2 separate regions of the Hordeum vulgare genome follow, and region 2 is linked to region 1. The links are chromatin contacts, called in public Hi-C maps. All regions are on one chromosome and are shown on one strand. Each heading gives the region's core, a stretch centred on a gene start, on an enhancer-like site or on the middle of the called end of the contact. The rest is flanking DNA. Distances are from core to core; before and after follow the strand shown.

Region 1 (6,881 bases), core at 1,518-4,017:
CTTGCTCTACATGAACGTACTCAATGGGATGCTTGCACAAGTTCTGAGCACCCGTTGCTACGCAAATAAAATACACATCCAACGAACACACGTCAAGATGCAATGCTTCAAACACCATGATGCATGAGTGTGGGTATGAAAGGAACATGGTAATGCTAACTAGTCATCTTTCTCATGCATTTATTAAGTTGTTTAGCATTCTGGAAAAAAAACCACAAGTTTATTTATTTGGGCATACATAAACATGGAAGAAATGTATGCATCATGAGAAAATGGTGCAAAAACATATAAGGAACGTAGCAAACCGAGCCACGAATCTCTCAGAATTCACAAAACAAGATGCAGAAGGCAACCATGACTAAACAACATTTGAGAGAGAGTTATGGATTATGTCTTGGCACTCCAAGTATGCCACTGGATTGGGCATGAAATTCTAGGTGCAATAGACCTAAAATACATGGAAAACAAAGAAGCACAACTCACACAAAGCACAAAACAAAACAACAACCATTATGTCCGCAAACAGCAACATACCACTTTGTTCAAGTGAAAACTAGTAGCTACAGCCACTCAACAAGTTCAACCAAGACACGAATATGAAGCTATCAAATAGCACAATAATAGCTAACTAACAGCAACATGGATAGGTTCATGAAACAGTGGCATTCAAGCTCCTAAGATGACAAGAAATATCACAGGTTAGGACTTAGCAAAAATCTCAGTTTGCACTAGCAATTTCTAAAATGGTGGCATCTTGACAACAATAAAACTCTACTCTACAACAACTTCCAACGCATGAAATTTAACAGGTTGATAGAGCGCAACAACTACTACAAATTACCCCCACTAAGAAAGACCTAAAACTGCACAAAATTCATGGTACCATTCTCTAAACATGGCATGATAATAAAATAAGATACCCACACTTGGAGAAAAAACAAGGGGCACAACAATGCATTTTTAACAGGTTGACATATTGGACAACCAAACTAATGAGGATGCAAGTATCCTTCTTGCAAACCAATTGCACATGGTGACAGAGGATAACATGCTCCACTGTTCATGACACTGGACCAACCACAAAGGAACAACATATTCAATGGAATCATCAAGACAACATGGCCAGAAAATAACAGGTTCAACACTTAGAATGTTGGCAGCAAGAAACCCACAAATCCACAAGCTTATCATGGTAAAGAAAAATACTAGGGCCTAGTAACCTCAAAACTCTACCACATTCATGTTGACAAGTTTACCTAAAAGTGCAAGGATAAAATCATGTGAAAATGACAAAATGGCACCTTATCACAAAATGACATTTTCACAAAGTTGCTCGAATGGCCAAACTAATGGCACCACTAGATTCCTGGGATTTTTCTACCCGAAAATTCATATTTGACACCCCTATGTTACTCTAGATAAAACATCCGAAAACAGAGCACAAAAACAACATACAAGTTATAAGTCATAACTTGCCAAAAATGGCAGCTGCCAGATTTGGCCATGCATAGATTTGAAAATTTGCTAAACTGGAAATAACACATAGAGAGAATAAACAACAACAAAAAAATAAAATAAAAATAAAAATCACTTGGGGGACCCACTAGCATAGACACGAGGGCCCCTAAGGATGACATGTGGGCGTAGGGCCCACTGTGAGTGGCCGCATAAAGAAAGGTAAAAGGGGGGCTAATTGCTCTCGAGGGGTATCGAACCGTGGTCGCTAACTTGAGTCTGTGCGTGTAACAGCCCGGAATCAACGGAGGATAAGATTACCCTTTTATTCCATTGTCGTCATGTGATTTATTTGGTTACCGCATTCATCATCGCATCATCCGCATTGCATCGGCACTCCATGGCCGTCATATTTTCAAAACTTGTCGGTTCTCTCCGTTTTCGCCGTTGACAGTTTTGAGACCAACCACACACGCACTGTCCCACGACATCTTTAAAATATGTTTTAAAAGTTTGTATAAATATACTCGGATTGGGTTGAAACTTGGTGTGCGGTCTTGTTTTAATGTAGGTAGTCCGCTTGCCAAATTTTGTCACAATCGGAGTCCGTTTGATACCCGAACGGTCGACCATAGCGGCACCGTTATCGGTTTATTCATCACATGCTTTTGGTGTTTCAAATCTTGTGCCGGGCTGCAAACCACCCTCTCATCTCATCCCACTTCCTCTACATAGTCCAACATGGCTAACCTAACCTCACCCCACGATCGGAGTCGTCCGATCACGATCGAATGGCCCAAATCGGGCTAAAATAGCTAACCCTAACCCCATTTTGCTATAAATAGACCCCAACCTACCTAATTTGGACCCTAAGAGGGTGTTTGGATCACTAGTGACTAGAGACTAGAGACTAGTAGTAGTCACTTTTAGTCAGTAAACCTCCAAACACCCCTGACTAATGGGTGACTAAAACTAGTTTAGTCCCTAGTCACCCCACCCCCAACTAAAAGTGACTAAAGTCACTTTTAATTGCCGGGCCCATCGGCGCCGCATCTGCCGCCCCATCCCATTCGCACGCAGGCAGGAGGCTGCCGCTCCGCTTTCCACCGCCGCCGCTCCCCTTTCCACCGCCGCCGCCGCACTCCGCCGCCGCGGCAGCACTCCGCCGCGCCGCTCCGCGTCCGTACTCCGCATCCACAGCCGCCGCCGCACTCCCGCCGCGCCCGCAGCACCCCGCTGCGCCGCTCCGCATCCACAGCCGCCGCCGCACTCCCGCAGCACTCCGCCGCGCCGCGCTCCCGCGTCCGTACCATGGATGGCGACGGCGAACTCCCCTTCGATTTCTTCTCGCAGACGGCGTCTTCCGGTGCTGCGGCGCACCACATCGACGAGGACGGGTGGGGGATGACGCCCCCTCGTCTCCGGGGATCCGCCGGTCGCGGCTTGGTGGCAGGGGGGCTCGGCCGCGGCTCGGTGGCCGGGGGGCTCCGCGCTCCCATCGGGCTGGAGAACATCGACCTCAACGCCGACTCCGCCGTCGCCGCCTCCTACCCCAACATGGGCATGTACACTCAACTTTTTCATCAGGGGAGTGCGGCCGTCTGGACAATTTTGATTTTTTATGTATGTACATTTTTTCTTGTGCTTTTCGTGAGGAATAGTCTGGTGCTTGTGTTGCTTGCGTGAGGAGAGAAAAAAAGGGTATTGAGAGCTGCTGTTGCATGACGTGAGGGAGAAAAGGAAGCTGCTTTCCTTCCTTGCGCGGGAGTTGCTGTTGCACAAGGGAGAGAAGAGAGATAAATGGAAGGGAGAGAGAAAAATTTAATACTGAGACATTTAATGCTGACTAGTAGTAGTCACCTTCCAAACAAGGCCTGACTAAAAACTTTTAGTCTGACTACTACTAGTCACATGACTAGAGAGTATCCAAACACGCTCTAAGCCTCATTCACCTCGATCCCCTCACCCTCCAGCCTCACCCGTCGCTAGCCATAGCCCCTTCTCCCACCTCCCGCGGCCCTGGAGGCCCAGATCGATCCCGCTGAGCCCAGCTGGGCCCGGACGCGTCCACCGTCACCCGCTGCCGTGTGCCATAGCGGGAGGAGCCCGAGTTCCCTGCCCCGCAGCCCCGAGCCCTATGCCACTCGACGCCGCCCGCGATCGCCGACCCCTCGCCGGACCATTGTCGGAGCCCGACGCTGGCCAGCCGCCGCTCCCCCGCGTCGCCCTTGCTGGTGCTTGCACCCCGCCGCCAGGCCGGACCTCGCTGGAGCGCCACCGCATCACCGCCGCCTTGGGGCCTTCCCGCCGTCGAGCCCTGAATTGCATCCGGTTGCCCCTGCACCGCCGACCCTCGCCGTTGGCCTACACCGCTGCCCTTTGTCCCGCTTCGCCGGGCAACCGCCGTCGCCACCAACCAGGATTGGGAGGGAGAGACGATCTCAGCCGCCAGCCACTACGTGGGCCTCGCCCCGTGAGCCGACCCAACTCGCATCGCCCGCACGTGGGCTGTGCCATGGTCCAGCTGGACCAGCCGCGAGCCGCCTCCAGCCACTGCAGCAACCGGGTCTGAAGCCCATGTGTGAGCCCCCTCTGCCTAGTTATCTATCGCCCTTAGGCGCCATTTAATTACGCTTTGCCATGCCCTTGTTTTGCCCTAGTATAGCAATTATCCCGGTGATGTTTTTTCCAATCCACGAATTTAATCAATTTGCAGGAATTTTGCTAATAACAGAAAATGCATATTTCTAAAATGCTCGTAACTTTTTAACTGTGCATCACATTAAAATAATTTAGATACGTAAAATATGTAGAATTTTGTGTATTTAAATAATTTGCAACTTTCATGCATGACTAAAATATTTAATTGTGTTGTTTAATTACATTTGCATAGATGCCATATTAAAATGATTTAATTCATAGCAAAATAACCGAGCATCGGATTAAAATGTTTTCAACATGAAAAGTGCATAGAATTTTATGTAGTTTCACAATAACCAACTTGCACCCATGTTAAAAATATTTAACTTGCTATTTCATTTAATTTGCATTAAATGCGATGCTAAAACAGTTTAATCCTAGATAATAAACGGTAGCTTCGACTAAATGTTTAATATATATATAACTTGTCTAGAATAATGTGTAGAATATCATGGTAGTATTTATTTTCCTGTTTAACAAATCTAAAATTTTGAGATAGGCACATGTGTAGCAAATCATAACTTCATGTGACGACTTCCGAAATTATTATTCGTTGCTCCGGCCTCATTTAGAACTTGTCTAGAACTCTATGTAGCTCTGTAATGTCTTGTGCATCCATGTTTTAACATGCTGATGGCTGTCATTTGCATATTTTGCGATCATGCATATAATCTTGTGATGATCATATCTTTTAGACCGTAGCTTCGTTTGAAATGATCTACATATGTAAATCAACTAAAATGACGTGTAGAATCACATGCTCCACCTTATTTTGTTGTTTAATAAATATTAAATATGGATAGTTCAGACCTGGAGAAGATTTCAAAACTGACATGTGGGGTCATTTCGGAGATGTTATATGATGTTTACGCCCTCATTTAATATGTCTAGATAGGTAATTTATTTATGCTTCACCTCTTTCCATGTTTACCAATATTTAATATTGCCCTGTATCTAAACGGGAGTGAACTAAGTAATTAATATGGAGTTTCATGAATATGCAACTCGGTGCATATTGAGCTTCATTTAATTTGTAGTAATAAATTATTGTGCTTTGTCGTGTGCATAATTAAATGAACATGCATCATATCTGTATGTGCATCATGTCATGCATATGTGTAGTGATATCGTGTGTTGATTCTTGTTTCTGGATTGCTTCTTCTCAATAGAGTTCCGCAAGCGTGTCAAAATGTGAGGATTCGTTCGACTACGTTGGTTCGTCTGCTTCATGGATTCGTTCTTCCTCCAAGCGGGATCACAGGCAAGATGACCATTTCACACGATATCATTACTATCATTGCCATGCTAGTTGTCTCGTTTCTTTCTCTATTTCTCGGTTCCTAGCACCAATTTAAATAAGCCTCCAAACTTTGCCATGAATAGGCTCAAACCTTTCCACAACCCAGCAACCACTGTTTGGCTATGTTATCGCTGGCTCAGCCTTTCGGTAGCGTTTCTAGTTGCAGGTGCAGTTGCTTCCATGCGGAAACATGGGTTCCTTGTTATATCACCTTATTGTTCCTATTTAATTTAATGCACCTATATACTTGGTAAAAGGTGGAAGGCCTGACCTACTAGCCTGGTGTTTTGTTCCATCCTTGTCGCCTTAATTTCGTTTACCGGTGTTATGTTCCATAAATGAACGCTCCTAAAACGCTTGTAGTGGTTATGGGTGTAACGCCCAAGATGCGATCCTATCCTTCTTTTGGTGCAAGGGCCTCAACAGGGATAGAAACGCATCTCGTCGTTTCGCAAGAATGGATATGGTTGCAAGTGCATGTACTCAAGAGATGAGTTTATGGAATTTCCTTACACTCGCCACAAGCAACATCAATATCACATCAATACAACAATATACAGTTATCATGAAGAAGAGCAGGCTGCGACTACGGACAGAACCAAATGATAAAAGAACGATGTCCATCCTTGCTATCCCAGACTACTTGCCTGGAACCTGACCTAGATAGATGAAGAAGAAGAATAAACTCCAATAGCACAAACATCGCGCTCACATCTTAACATCACTTTACTTGTACCTGCAACTGGTGTTGGTGTAATCTGTGAGCCACACGGACTCAGCAATCTCATTCCCAAAGGTATCAAGACTAACAAAGCTTAATGGGTGAGGTATGGTTAAGTCGTGAGGCTGCAGCAAGCGACTAAGCATTTATTTGAGGTGGCTAACTTACGGGTACAAGAATAAAAGAGGGGGATGATCTACGCATAACGGACGTGAATTAATGATGATCAAATGAATGATCCTAACCACCTACTTACGTCAGACCTATCCCCACCGTGTACTCAATCGGTGAATGAGATCACGAATGTTTTAATTAGTTTTACTTTAGGTTATCTAGAACCGGAAGTTAAACAAAGATTCCAAATTTGCCACATAACCGCATAGATTTAACCTCAAGCATGACTTTCTAGATCAAATTTACTTTAGGTTATCTAGGTTATCCTCAAGCATGACTTTCCGAAAGATTTAACCCTACAGGTGCTCCAACTAGTCCATCACAAATTACCACAAGCCGCATAGAAAGCCTCGATCATGAAACTCATGATCTCCTCTGATTCCTTAGTGGAAAACCTCAACTCCAAGATAACCCAAAGCATCACCAGAATCCTGAGGCACAAGATATTTCGTTAAAGGTAAAATAATCCAGCAAGGTCGCCCAACGTGTCGATGAACCCAATAGGAGCCGCATATCTCGTTCTCAGGACAT
Region 2 (6,881 bases), core at 2,622-5,121, 770 kb before region 1:
TAATTGATCCTCCACGTGGATCTTGAACTGCCATCCAGCTCCTGGGCCTACCGAGCCAAAGCCTGAATCGCCGAAGGATGAGTCGCCCACTTGGTGACCCGGCCCAACTAGGGCGGGTCACACCGCAGATAATATCCCCAACATTAGGCCCCAGATTGACTTGAACCTGTTCACGCCAATAAACTCTTACCTAGTTTAGGGGCGACTCATTCCACTCCTTTCATGCATCATACGCTTAAGCCGCCATCCTCCATGGAAATATCCAAGTTGCCGAACCATTTCTTGATGACATCACCTTATCCCTTTATCCTTGGAAAATGATGAGGCAATCTCCAGCGGATCTCGTGGCGCAAATATCCCGAAAATCTTGGCGCCATAAGTGCGAATCTTTAGTTTGCCCTTTTGGTTCCCGCGCGAGGCGCCTCGATCCCCGCACCCGACCTATTAAATAGGCTCGGGAACAGGAGCGGAGGGAATCTTCACCTACTCGTCCCATCGGCTTCTTCTTCCATCTGAATCGCCAGACCCTCATAAGTGGAGCAAGTGGCTGTCCATGTGTGAGTTCTGGTACAATACTAATTGGCATTCTGCTTTTGGCAAAAAAAAAACTTTGAGATCTTGTATGGCCATCCTCCTACATATTTTGGCATCTCTGCTAGTGACACTGTTGCTGCTCCTGACATTCAGCATTGGCTACAAGAAAGGCAGATTGTTCTAGATTCAGTAACTCAACATTTGCATCGTGCTCAGCAAAGAATGAAAAACCAAGCTGATAAACACAGAACTGAGAGAAGTTTTGAAGTGGGTGAGATGGCGTTCCTGAAGCAAAATCGGTGAAGTGGCCACAAGCTTTCCTTCAAGTATTTTGGGCCTTACCAGATTATCGACAAAATCGGTGAAGTGGCCTACAAATTGCAGTTGCCTCCTACAAGCAAGATTCATCCATTTTTTCATGCGTCGCGGCTCAAGAAGGTTGTTTCCATGACGACAACTGTTCAACCCAAGCTACCGTCTGATTCCTACCAGATGCAGGTTCCAGTGGCAGTTCTGCAAACTCGCGTCCGCCAAGCTGGTCAGAAGGCTGTAGCACAAGGACTGATCCTATGGAGTGGTTATAATCCTTCTGAAGCTACTTGGGAAGATCCGGAGTCCTTGCAACAGCAGTTCCCTCGGGCTGCGGCCACTACCCGCCAGTCCATCGCCACCTGGTCTAGAGAACAGGCAACGGTATAAGTAGTTACACCCACTACTAAACAAGGGGGGATGTCATCGACCCATTGACGACTTAGGCGATCACTGAAGGAGAAGGGAGGGACGCGGCAAGTGCAACTGACGACCGAGGACAGAAGACTACAGCGCTGGCAAAAAGGCCCGAGTCTACAAGGCTCAGGAACTTACCCCGGTGGCTTGCAAACCCACACTGGGCCCACTAATGCGGGTGTAACTACTTATACCGTTGCCTGTTCTCTAGACCAGGTGGCGATGGACTGGCGGGTAGTGGATAGAGGAGAGAGAGAGGGGGGGCGAACTCGTGCCTGTAATTTGAATCCTCCAGTACAATTTCCCCAAATTCATCCTATCCAGCATGTGAGATCCAAGTTCCTCACAATGTGAGACATCGAAGTAAAGTCGTATGGATGAAGTGGCGCCAAGCTTCTAGCGTTCTCTGTGACAAGAGAGTTCCACAAAAGCTAAAAGGTAGATTCACCAATATATTGTCCATCCAAAGCAAACCCTAACTGGGAAACTAATTTTGACCAGGCATATTGTGAGTAACTAGACTATCTCTATATCTGTTTCAGCTTTAGGCAGCAGCTTCTCATAGAAAATATCAGAAGCCAAAACAAACAGCTATTTGAAATCAGCTTTGCCGGTGAAGCTGAAACTGGATTTGGGCCATTTTCAGTGCAATTGCCTGAAGCACGTCTAGTTGTATTCAGTGGAAAAGTTGATTCCCAATGAAGCGAATCCACATGTGATTTGGAACCAATTGAAGCTCAAACAAACAAGGCCTGCACATCATGCTAAAACACAAAAAACTTTACAGGTAAGAAAAAACTTACTGCTTGACCAACTTCGCACATCAAACTAGTAAGACCAGCAATAATCTTCTCACTTCTATTAGCTAGAGCTGGTAAAAGAAGAACCTCTCTGATGTATGGCATCTTGCTTAGAAATGCCTGCGGTAATTCCTACAACCATACCAGCATACATCAGAATTCTCATTCATTATGAGTTGGAAGAACATTTGCTGAACAATGCTTTGCTAGTCAGCAACCTCAACAGAAGGACAGTGGACAAAAGGGGGCACAACATCCGTAGTCAACAACACTGCATGACAACTACTTCATACCATGACACGGATCTTCTTAGCCCACCAACCACACAGAAGCAGCAAAAATGCAGTGGTTGCACGTGAAAAGAGAACCAAAAATGCATGTGTTGCACGTGAAAAGATAAAGGGACTGGAATCAACTGACATGTCCAGATCCAGATTATTTCATGATGCTTCATAAAGATAACTACGGTTTAACTGAAAGAAATGCACTGCATGAAAAGTAAGTACACTGAGAAGTTGGTACAAGGTCCATTTCAAGCACTATTTCATACAACAATTAAACAGTAAAGTAGATGTTAATGAGTTGATTGCACTAATGCAGTACAGAAGAACGGAACTTACTTGGTACTGGCTGACAAGTTCGGTCATAACCTCTATGGCCACTTCAAACGAGAAGAACGCCTTTATCAGCCACACAGGAACGAAACAACGTGAGGACGTGATGAGTTCACAACCAATTGGTCGAAGTGGGTACACTTTTCGCACCTGCAGGGAGTTGAACGCGAACGTCAGAAGTGGGTGTGCGGCGAGGGCGGACGCCGGCGCTCCCGCGAAGCATCCCGCGCGAACCTGCAACATTGCCGTTTCTCTTAGCACAGGGAGAGCGAGAGACGAACGCAGTTGAAATATTGAGTTGAGGGTGAAGCAAACAAGGACCGTACATACCCAGCTCAGTAGACATCGCAGGATTCTACGGCTGCGCTCGTGGAGGGGCAGCCCGTCGGCGGCGGCCGGCTTCTCAGACTGCGCTAGCAGGAACTCAAGCACGGCGGGCGCGTGCGTGAGCAGCTCACGCGTGAACCTGCACCGCGTGGCGGAGTCGACCCCCGTGTCGCCGCTCTCATCCTGCGCCACCTCCTCGGGGAGCACGGTGAGCAGCTCCAGCAAGGCGGGGTCGGGTAGGTGCGGCATTCGAGCGAAAAGCCCGTCTACCCCTCCCTCCGCGCGGAGCGCCAGCGCCGCGAGGGCCAGGCAGATCTGCGTGAGCAGCCGGGGAGGGGCAAGGCAGAAACGGCGCGCTGCGACAAGGAGCGCGTCGAGGAGCTGCGCGGCGTTGTCCAGGAGCGGGTAGTCGGGTGACTGGATCATCCGGCGAAGCATCTGGGCGGCGAAGAAGAGTAGATCGACGGAAGGGGCCGGATGATCCGCGGAAGCGAGGAGCGAGACAGACAGCGCCCACGCCTGCGGCGAGCGCTGTAGGCCGAGGAGCCACTGGTTGGCGGCTAGACGTGCGGAGGGATGCGAGGCGTGATTAAGTGCGTGCACGGCCGCGGCGAGCTGAGCCTGGATGTCCGGTGACTCGGCGACGTCCATCGCTGCCGCCCAGGCGGCTGGGAGGTGGGCGCGTGCGTAGGTGGATGGATTCGGGTGGGGAAGCGAGAGGAGATTTGATCATTCGCCCCAGTTTACTCGGGCATTTAATAATTGGAAGCGCTTGCCTGCGACACGCCGGCTGAACAGCCGGTCCATCTTGCCCCATCTCATGCGACTTAGATCAAGCGGCTGGAATCCCGTCTCGCGTCCATATCCCTTTACACGAATTTCTGGCCGCATGTGAACTTCCGACTCTCCCTCGAACGACGTCCTCCGTCTTTTTCCCCTCCCCTTTCTTGTCCATGAAGGGCGACCATGAGCCGCCGTGTGTCAGGACTAGTGGCGGGCTGAGGCCTCGCCAACCAGGTGGCCTACAAGAACCAGGAAGCCCAATCCATGGAATCACGGTCCCGAGTGGGTGTGAGGCGCAGCCTACTTAGACCATCTCTAGCAGAGCCCTTAAACCCTTAAATTCTTAAAAATAACCGTTTTTTTACAGTTTTCAACGAAAAAACGGTGTGGACTAGAAACCGTAAACCCTTAAACCCGTAAAAAAAATTAGAGGTCCAACCCTCAAACCCCTTCCCAGCGTGTAGAAGTGAGGATTGGGAGGAAAAACTCTCCCCAACCCGCACTCCTCCTCCCACATCGCGCGGGAGGAAGTTGGTTCCCCCGCGGGAGGAATTCGCAGCCGCCGCCGCCAGCCCGCCGCCCACCGCGCCCCGGCCGCCGCCCCTCCGCGCCCGCCTCCGCGCCCCGGCCTGAGCCGCTGCAGCAGTTCCCCAGCGCCCCGATGAGCTCCTGTTCCAATCCTTCTCCACCTCCACACTTCTACCATGGTGCCCTCGCGAGCTAGATAAGTAGAACAGAATTATTGGCAGAGAGACAATTGATACATGCCTTGTGTATGTGAGTTTCTAGCCAACTGGATTTTTTTCAGGCAAGTCATGATAGATTTTGCTTCAGGTTTCATGGTTTCAGGTTTCATGGCAGATTTTGCCCTGTACAATTGATACATGCCCTGTGCAATTGATACCGATTTTGCTTCTGGTTCCATGATTTCAGGTTTCATAACAGATTTCATGGCAGATTTTGCTGCTAAGAAATCAGTTACAAATAGAGGCTAGTAAATAGAATTTGCATGATATGCTTACCTTGTATTTTTCTTCAGATTGCTGCTAAGAAATAAGTTAGCATGTGAATAATTTGGTTTCAGATTTTCATGATATGCTTACCTTGTATTTTTCTTCAGATTACTGCTAAGAAATAAGTTAGCATGTGAATAATTTGGTTTCAGATTTTCATGATATGCTTACCTTGTATTTTTCTTCAGATTGCTGCTAAGAAATAAGTTAGCATGTGAATAATTTGGTTTCAGATTTTCATGATATGCTTACCTTTGTATTTTGCTTCAGATTGTCATGATCTTCCAAAGTTGCTATTATTTCACTTTACATTTTATCTCCATTGTCAAATGTTTTACTCATGATTGAATTTGTGATATGTCATATGATGAAATGTGATGAAATGTGTGATATATGAAATGACAGTTTTAAGGGTTGGATTGGGGCAAAGACTAGAACCCTCAAACCCAACCCTTATAACGGAATATTCCATTATAAGGGTTGGGTTTGAGGGTTCTAGTCTTTGGCCCTGTTTTTCAACCCTTAAAAGTGTCAAAAATGCTCAATTCTCAACCCTTAAAACTGGTTTTAGATTTAAGGGTTTGAGGGTTCTACTAGAGATGCTCTTAGCTAGCGTTCATTCGAGGCAAACGGTATTCACTGGATCACGGCACGAAACGGCGGCGACTCTTTTCCCCTTCCTCCATTCTTCCCCAATTTGCATATCGGATGATTGTATCCCCAAATAGCTATCTAATTTGTGTGATTGAGTAATAGATCGAGAGCGGATTCGTTAGGTTGCTAACATCTCGTATTCATAGCCTGGATCTTCGTGCTCGCGCACGTGATCGAGACGCGTCTTCAGCAATCGGTGAGTAACCAGATCCAAGCCATGGAGCCGACGTTCAAGGACTACTTCGACAAGATGTCGAACTCCCTTAACGCCATCCACACCGACATCCGCGCAAACACGACACAACTCATGGATCTGGTCAAGTGGCGCCCCGATCTGGAGCGACGGGTGGATCAGCTATCCACGACGGTCGCGGAACTTCAACAAGGGCGACCTGCAACCGCAGGTGAGGAGCATCTGGCGGGGGCACCAGCACCATCGTTCCAGTTCCAGGCGTGACCACGTCGGCACCAGCAAGGACACGGGGGGCGACTACGCCCTCGAGCCAATGGGCCACGCCATCGACGTTCTACATCAGGCTCTGGCATCAACGTTCGCGTCGGTGTCCACCCCGGCCAATAATCCGTTTGCTAATCATGTCTATGTTCCGATAGCTTCTCCTTTCACGCATGCTATCCAGTTGCTCGCGGGAATCGGGCAGGTGCATCCATCGATCGCCTTTCCCTAATTTGCACGCGAGAACCCGCGCATGTGGAAGTCTCTGTGCGAGGAGTACTTCCATATGTTCGCCATCCATGAGAAGTTCTGGGTGCCCATGGCTACCGTGAATTTTTCAGGGTCGGTTGCAGTGTGGTTGCAGTCGGTGCAGAAGAAACTTTCTGACTTCGATTGGGCATCGTTGGCTACGCTGATGTGTAACTGTTTTGGCAGGTATCGGCATCAGCTTCTCATACATCGGTTTTACACGCTTACACAAACATCCACTGTCGCCGATTACATTGAACGATTTGAACAAATTATAGTCATCTTTCTGCTTATTCTGAATCGATCCATCCTTGCTACTATCTCACTCGTTTTGTCGAGGGTCTTCGAGCCGACATTCGCGCCATTGTTCTGGTGCAGCGGTCGCCTGACTTGGACACGGCGTGCGCTTCCCCTGCGTCAAGAGGAGATAGTTGAATGCATTACTGTCTATCGTCTTCGACGAGTGCGTGCAGCCAAGGCAGCGGACCTGGCGAGTCAGGCGCACGCGGGCGTGCCCATGGCGCTACCACCACCGCCCGCACAAGGGCGACCTCCTACTGTGGCAATCACTCAAGAGCACCGTGGGGGAGACGGAGGTCGTGGCGACGGCTCCAAGATCAAGGCACTACGGGAGTATCGACGAGCTCGCGGGCTCTGCTTCAAGTGCGGAGAACGCTGGGGGCCGGATCACACGTGCCCCACCAGCGTAGAGCTCCATGTCGTCGAA

The links. Hi-C and Micro-C count contacts between places; a contact is called where the count stands out from the background.
Region 2: a Hi-C map of leaf shows a contact between it and region 1, with 4 times the contacts expected there. The contact joins the promoter of LOC123448504 here to the promoter of LOC123450446 in region 1. A contact is called at or near these places in 1 of 6 Hi-C or Micro-C datasets (leaf) and 1 of 1 datasets of contacts at active chromatin or transcription factors (embryo).

The regions. Positions count from the first base shown.
Region 1 is chr4H:266,488,385-266,495,265 of MorexV3_pseudomolecules_assembly, reverse strand. LOC123450446 reads left to right here and starts at 2,767. Exons shown (of 1, transcript XM_045127695.1): 1 at 2,767-3,141. The coding sequence starts at 2,767. The coding sequence ends at 3,141.
Region 2 is chr4H:267,264,367-267,271,247 of MorexV3_pseudomolecules_assembly, reverse strand. LOC123448504 (transportin MOS14) reads right to left here and starts at 3,871. Exons shown (of 21, transcript XM_045125415.1): 1 at 3,005-3,871; 2 at 2,825-2,908; 3 at 2,681-2,740; 4 at 2,064-2,192. The coding sequence starts at 3,652.